2 separate regions of the Sus scrofa genome follow, and region 1 is linked to region 2. Evidence: chromatin contacts called from public promoter capture Hi-C data. All regions are on one chromosome and are shown on one strand. Each heading gives the region's core, a stretch centred on a gene start, on an enhancer-like site or on the middle of the called end of the contact. The rest is flanking DNA. Distances are from core to core; before and after follow the strand shown. Region 1 holds the start of LAT2 (linker for activation of T-cells family member 2). Region 2 overlaps TMEM270 (Williams-Beuren syndrome chromosomal region 28 protein).

Region 1 (3,595 bases), core at 497-2,996, 280 kb before region 2:
GACCCTGGGAGGGGCTGGGATCTGAAGAGAGTGTGGCCTTTGCCCAGCCCCCCAGTTGTCCAAGACAGGCAGAGCATCACCTCGGAGACGCCAGCTCCTGCCTTCCGAGGGAGGAGAGGGAAGCCCAGAGAGGTGAGTACTCCTTCTGAGGTCACACAGCTGAGCGGTCAGAGCCGGCATCCGCTCCCAGGGTGGGCTGACGCCCGGGCCTACACTCTGCTACGTGAATCCTTCCTTACAGGACGTTTTAAAGATGTACACAATATTTTTTAAAAGACACTCGTTTGAGGAAAACCTCTGTGGCTGCCCCCCAGACGGAATCAATCTGTTCGCTTTCCTCCTTTCCCATCCAGGTCTGAGAGCAGGTGGGCGGGGGACAGGGAGGCGGAGGGGCTGGGCCCCAGCAGAGCCAGGCCTCGCAGCCGCAGGAGGGCCCCTAGGGGCCGGCAGGGCTGGGTGGGGTGGGGAGGGGAGGCCCTCAGCCCGTGGCCTGCGGGGCCAAAATAGCAGAAAGGGAAGTGGGCAGTTTTCATATGAACAAGGTTTGCAACAAGCCGATGGCGGAAAAGCTCTCGGGGCTGGGCTGAGCGAGCCTCAGCACCCACCTCCCGTCCCCAAGGCGCCTTGGTGGCCCTCCTGCCCGGCCTCCCAGCCCTCCTCATGCTGGAGAAGGGGAACCTGGGACCCCTAGGGCCGAAGGGCAGGCTCTGGGGGCTAAGCGGGGAGCCAGAGGTCCGGCCCAAGCCCTGAGAAGGCTTTATCCGCGGGGCTCTGCTCCATTTTCCCAAATGACCTTGGCCTTCCGATGAGGCCAGGAGGACTCCAATGGAGGCTCTTTACGCTCCAGCGGCAGGTGCAGGGGCCCGGACGGCAGCCCTTGTTCTGGGGCAGGGGTGGGGGATGGTGAACAGAGCGGCCACCACGAGCAGCCCAGGGCCTGTAGTTCCTCCAGCCGCACAGGAGCGAGCTGGCTGGGGCTCGGGACGGCCGGGACAGCCGCTTCTCCCTGGCCCAGGGCAGGACCTGGGCCTGCCCGTCTGTAGCGTCTCACCCGACCTCCCATAGCCCTGTGGCAGGGCAGCTCCAGTCCCATTATACAGATGAAGAAACTCAGGCTCACAGGCCTGCCCCGGGGAGCGGCTGCCCTGGGGCTCCCCAGGGCTGTGCGGGCTGGGCTGGGGAAAATGGGGGCAGGAGAGTAGCCGGAGCCCCAGAAATAGCTGCACCTCTAGTGCTGCAGGGTCTGGGGTGAGGGCCCCCTAGCCAGGGGTGCCAGGACAGTGCCGGGGCCAAGGCAGGGGGTGCCGGGCGGCCTGGCTTCTTCCCAGCCCCCACCCCCACCCCCAGCCGGCAGCCAAGTGCTCCTGCTCGGCCAGCGAGGCCACTCCCATCCCCTGTGGGGTGTCTGGGGACAGCTCAGGACCCCTGCCTTGGGGCCAGGCTCCAGGCACCCCTGGGAAAGGCTTACCTGAGAGCAGGCGCTCCTCACTGCGGCCACCTCATCCTGAGCCCACACACCTGCCCGAGCCGATGCCAACGCCACAGACACTGGCGGGCAGCAGGCAAGGCGGCGGGCTTCCTGTCAGCCACTGAATCATCCCTCACACATCCGCTGCTCTGCCGGACAGGCTCGGCTCTCACAGAGGCAGAGACAGAGAGAGACAGAGACAGAGACCAAGACGGAGGCGGAGACAGAGAGAGACAGAGAACAAGACGGAGGCAGTCAGGCAGAGAGAGAGACGTGCACGGACACACACACAACACACACTAAATACACACACACAACCACAACACACACAGGCCTCACAGAGGGGAAGAGACAGAGGGGGACAGGGAGAAAGAGCATGAAATAGGGCTGCTTGCATATCACGCACAGGCAGGGACAAAGAGTGGGAAGACACGGAGAGAGACACGCTGAAAACACAGAAACACAGAAATACACGTCCACACCCATACCCATGGGACATGGGTGGATGGGCGCAGAGAGATGCAAGCCAGGCCAGACATGACAAAGAGCCAGGAGTTCCCGTCGTGGCTCAGTGGTTAACGAATCTGACTAGGAACCGCGGGGTTGCGGGTTCAATCCCTGGCCTCGCTCAGTGGGTTAAGGATCCCGCGTTGCTGTGGCTGTGGTGTCGGCTGGCGGCTCCAGCTCCAGTTGGACCTCTAGTCTGGAAACCTCCATATGCCACCGGTGAGGCCCTAGAAAAGGTAAAAAACAAAAAACAAAAACAATAATAATAATAACAAAGAGCCAGAGGAGTTCCCATTGTGGCTCAAGGGGTTAAGAACCCAACTAGTATCCAAGAGGATGCAGGTTCAAACCCTGGCCCCTCTCAGGGGGTTAATGTTCCAGCGTTACCACAAGCTGTGGTGTAGGCTGCAGATGTGGCTCAGATCCGGCGTTGCTGTGGCTGTGGTGCAGGCCGGCAGCTGCAGCTCCAGCTGGCCCCTGGCCTGGGAACTTCCACATGCCGTGGGTGCGGCCCTCTAGAGAAAAAACAGCCAGAGACAAAGAGAGATGGATGGAGAGGCCACTGAGGTGAAGAGACAACGCTGGAGGATAGAAGGAAGGACAATCCCGGCTCCTCCTTCAGTCCCAGGAGCCTTCTCACCCCCATTTTCCAGATGAGGCTCGTGGAGGCGTGGAGCTGGCCCCAGGCAGGCGGCAGGCCCGGGCCGGGGTGGGGGGAAAGCAGGGCAGTTAGGACCCAGCCCCCAGGCTCTCCACCTGCTGCCCAGCCCCTGGGCACTTCCTTCAGAGGTGAGAACGGTGCTGAGAGGTGGGTGCCCCACACGCAGCACACATTCTCCAGGGCCTCCTGTTATGTGTCACTAAACACCTTGTCCAAGGCCACTGAACTCTTAGTGGCACGCCACCCCATGAGGGTCTCCCAACCCCCACCTGCCTGGCATCTCAGAGCCTGGGCTCCCGAGCTCTGGGGCCCGTCTTGGCTGGGGCGGGGCTTTCAGCCCCAGCCTGGGGTGGCCCGGACGTCCCAGACCAGGCCAGGCAGTCCAGCCGCAGTGGAAGTGCCCCCAGGAGGCCCTGCCAGAACCGAAACAGAAACACAGGGGCTGGGCGCCCTCTGCTGCCACCCTGTGGGAGAGAAGGGTAGCGCAGGGACCCGAGATCCCTGGGCAGAGTGCCAGAAGTTGTCTCCACGGCAAACTGTGACACAAGGACTAAAGCCAACCTTATCTGAATTGCAGAGCTGCACCTGTGACGCACGCTGCCTCCCTCGTTCCACATGGGGCAGTGCAACGTGTAAGGCCCACGGCAACACTTTCCAGGGACACCTTGGCAAGGGCATAGACTAAGAATCCTAGAGGTAAGCTGGTTGTGAACACAGAGTCCAAAGCCTGTTGTCTCTTCACCACCCATGAGTTCAGGTCCTGGCTGGGACCACCTGCCTGGACCCTCCTCACCCACGAGGACGAGCCAGAGTGGGTCTCCAGCCGCTTCTCAGCTACGCGCCTGCCTGGGGTTTCCTGCCCGTGGAGACACAGAAACTCCAGGGTCTGGTGGGAACGGAGCTCTCATCCACATGCCAGCTTCTGTCATGGGCCTTTCTTAGCGACGGCAGGTGTTGAA
Region 2 (3,218 bases), core at 53-2,552:
AAAGGGGCAGAGGGTACCTGTACCCGAAGTGGGTATATTGTGGAAGAGAAACCCTGAGCTTAGGGAACCCAAATCTTTTCTGATGGGCAGTAAGCAAGCCTGCCTCTGCTCCCGAGAGAGACGTTATCATGCTGGACCATGCCTGTGCTTTGCACGAGGAGAAGTTATACCTTCCAAGTATAACTGGATCCTAGAAAGATCACCCAAAATGAAGAGCCATCAAGTCCTGTGAATAAACTCAGGACACCTGTGGGGAATTGTTTCCCAACAGAGGAGTGAAGGAAGAAAGGTGAGGTGAGGCAGAAGTCAGGGATACACCTCAGAAGTCTTGAGCCAAGGGTGGGTGGAGGTGCTGCCCACAGAGGTGGGGGATGGAGGAGGAGCAGGTTTGGGGAAAAATCCGATTGCTGGGAGTGGGATGGCGGAGGCTGAAACCAGAATTTGCAATTTGTTTTCCATCCTCTCTCTCCTCTTTGGCTTGCCCCCCACCACGGCCCCTCTTAAAAGGAAACAACAGGCCCACAATGGAGTCACTTGTGCTAAGCTCCACCTGGACTTCATATTTAACCTAATTGTAATTTCAGCCTCTTGGGCATAGGATTTTAAGCCAATCCACCAGGAATTTCCTGGTCAGCACTTGCAAAGTAATCTAAGACCCCTGCCTTCCTTTAAGGGCAGGTGACCTGAAATAACCCAGCCTCTTCATTTCTTTGTCCCACCCTCCTTCTGCCTAGGAAAGCCTGCCTCTTTGTACAGCTCCTCGGGGCACCTTTCTCCTTGCTGGCCGGGAGGCTGACTGTGATCAGTGGTTGAATAAAGTAAATCAGATCTCCAAACATACGCAGTTGAATTGGGGTTTTTAACAGATGTGGTGGCTGTGGTAGGACCCAGAGTGAAATTCTGATGGTTTTCAGGGACAATGGGAAAAACAGGTATGGTACCTCGAACCCCTTTTTGGGTTCAGTCTTTCTGTTCATTTCTGAGCCCCAGGGTAAGTTCCTTGTGGTTGTGGGCCCTGCTCTCTTTGCATCAAGCTCCCGGTCTAATTGGCTTTCCAGTCTGTTCCCCCATTTGTTTAGAAATCCCAGCCCTTGATTCTCTCCCCAGATTCCATGTTGGGAAACTGCTGGTGGTTTCGTCTGCAGTTTCCCATTTGTCAGGAATCCTCCCCCAAATTCCACCTTGGCAACTGCTATGGCCACTGTAGTTTCCCATTTGTTTGGAAGCAGTCTGCTGTCTTCATTTGCTGAGGTCTGCTGGTTCCATGCTTTTCCCCAGTCCAAAGTTCCATGGGGATTGTTGGTGGTTACCAGCTGGAGTCGGACTGAGTCCAACTTGAGCCGGACTGGGTCCATAAAGGCTAACAGGGACCTCAGACGCCAAAAAGCTGCAAAAATTGGTAGGTCCTGTGCAAACACTGGAGACATCCAATCCAACTGTCTCGGAAAAGAAGAGCAGACGTCAAAACACGGGATCAAGATTTTCTACTTTAACTAAACATGAAACTCTTTCTTCTTCCCTTTCTTTCCTTTCCTCTGGCCTAGGTCTGGAAAGATGATGCCTTCAGCTCTGTCTCTCAGGCCATTGCTGAGGAAAGAAGCTCTGGAATTTAGAACAGATTCTCACGCCATATGCACTAAAAACCTGACTGACCCGTGGCTTAGAAGTAAATACAAATGCGAATTTGATCAGAAACCTCTCGAAACACTGTAGATTCCGTTGCTAAGACACTAGCTACTCAGGAAAGCTCCTTAGACTCTGGCCAAAGTTGTTCTTGATAACAGGATTATCTTGTGGCTGAGCAGGTCTGTGGCCAACCCCACCTGCTGCATGCACCGGGAGTGAACACTTCTGGGGAAGCCGAAACTCAGTTTCATAAGGTCACTGAGCAAAGCATTTGGCTTGGAAAGGTGACTCCTCCAATGGGGTCTCTTTGACTTAATTGGATTTTGATTAGTTTGGATCCTGGGGACCCACGGCTTCTGAGGACACATGTTTGACAGTGAAAATTGTCCTGCTTATAGTTATAATTGTATGCCTGGTGCATTGCATTTTCTCAAAAGCTTTAAATGCTTGTTCACAGCCACTAATCACCCAGCAAATCTCCCTGAGGCTGGACTTCAAAAACGGAACAAAGCAAATGATCCAGTAAAAAAAAAACTGTGTGCCTGGAGGTGTGACCTGTGAATACCACACCGACTCAGCAAAAAAGCAAAAAAGCAGCATCAACAAATGCTGTGAGAACTACAGAGCAGCAAAGTGAGGGGTAGTCGTGTCTTCAGTTCTGATCACATCTCTCAGTTGAGAGTTTGATCAAAGGGGGAGAATTGCTAAAAAGGAACAACAGGCCCCAAATGGAGTCACCTGCGCTAAGCCCCACCAAGACTTAATACCTAACTTAATTGCAATTTCAGACTCTCAGGAGGGCAGTTTTAAACCAATCAGTCTGAGAACATTGTAAATCAACTGGAATAAACAATTTTTTTAAGGTCACCAGCAAGCATCTATTTTATTTTATTTTTTTTTAAGCATTCCTGTTGTGGCTCAGCAGGTTAAGAACCCAACTACCATCCATGAAGATGAAGATGCAGGTTCCACCTCTGGCCTTGCTCAGTGGGTTAAGGGATCCCGTGGCGTTGGTGGGCAGCTGCAGCTGCGATTCACCCCCTAGCCTGGGAACTTCCATATGCTGCAGGTGCAGCCCTAAAAAGAAAACAAAACAAAACAGGTGGGAGCTAGAAATGGCACACTGCCCCCTTCCCCTGCAGGGCTGACCCTCAGGGTACCTCTCAAGCTCCATTAGGCCCAGGTCCCAGGCTCGGCTCTGATTCACCAGTGTGCTCTTCTTGGTCCCCTAAGCTAGAGGCCTCTCTGGCTCTGTGGCTGCCAGACCGCAGAATGGAGGGACACGCAGAGTGCTGGAAATCTGGTAACAGGCGAGGCCTCCCTGGAAAGTGAAATCAACCCAGGGGCTCCCCCAACCTAGCTCAGGGAATAGCAGCCCAAGCCATGCAGTGCAGGCCCAGGGGCCAGAACCCCCAGAGTCATCCCATCTCCTTCCTTCCTGACCTTCAGAGGTGGGCTGAAGGTCAGGACCACTGTGAATCTTGTTCGCTACTGTGCCCCGTGCCTGGAACAGTGCATGGTGCATAGCAGGAGCTGCCTAAATATTTGTTGAATTAATAAGTGATTGAGAAAGGCCTGAGATCCCTGTCAGG

The links. Promoter capture Hi-C pulls out the DNA fragments that hold promoters and counts their contacts.
Region 1: a promoter capture Hi-C map of liver shows a contact between it and region 2, with 2.8 times the contacts expected there. The contact joins the promoter of LAT2 here to the enhancer-like site in region 2. A contact is called at or near these places in 3 of 5 promoter capture datasets (fetal skeletal muscle, liver and skeletal muscle), 14 of 47 Hi-C or Micro-C datasets (alveolar macrophages, embryonic fibroblasts, epiblast stem cells and 9 more) and 1 of 2 datasets of contacts at active chromatin or transcription factors (skeletal muscle).

Annotation. Positions count from the first base shown.
Region 1 is chr3:11,352,024-11,355,618 of Sscrofa11.1, reverse strand. It overlaps LAT2 (linker for activation of T-cells family member 2), which reads right to left and starts at 1,746. Exons shown (of 13, transcript NM_001243411.1): 1 at 1,469-1,746.
Region 2 is chr3:11,071,020-11,074,237 of Sscrofa11.1, reverse strand. All of the region lies in intron 2 of TMEM270 (Williams-Beuren syndrome chromosomal region 28 protein), which reads right to left. Among named protein-coding and RNA genes, the nearest start is that of TMEM270, 13 kb to the right of the region's middle. Within about 2 kb of position 1,302, at least 5 of the 83 cell types and tissues checked have an H3K27ac peak or open chromatin away from gene starts, as enhancers often do. A contact at or near this core is called in liver, where this site is marked.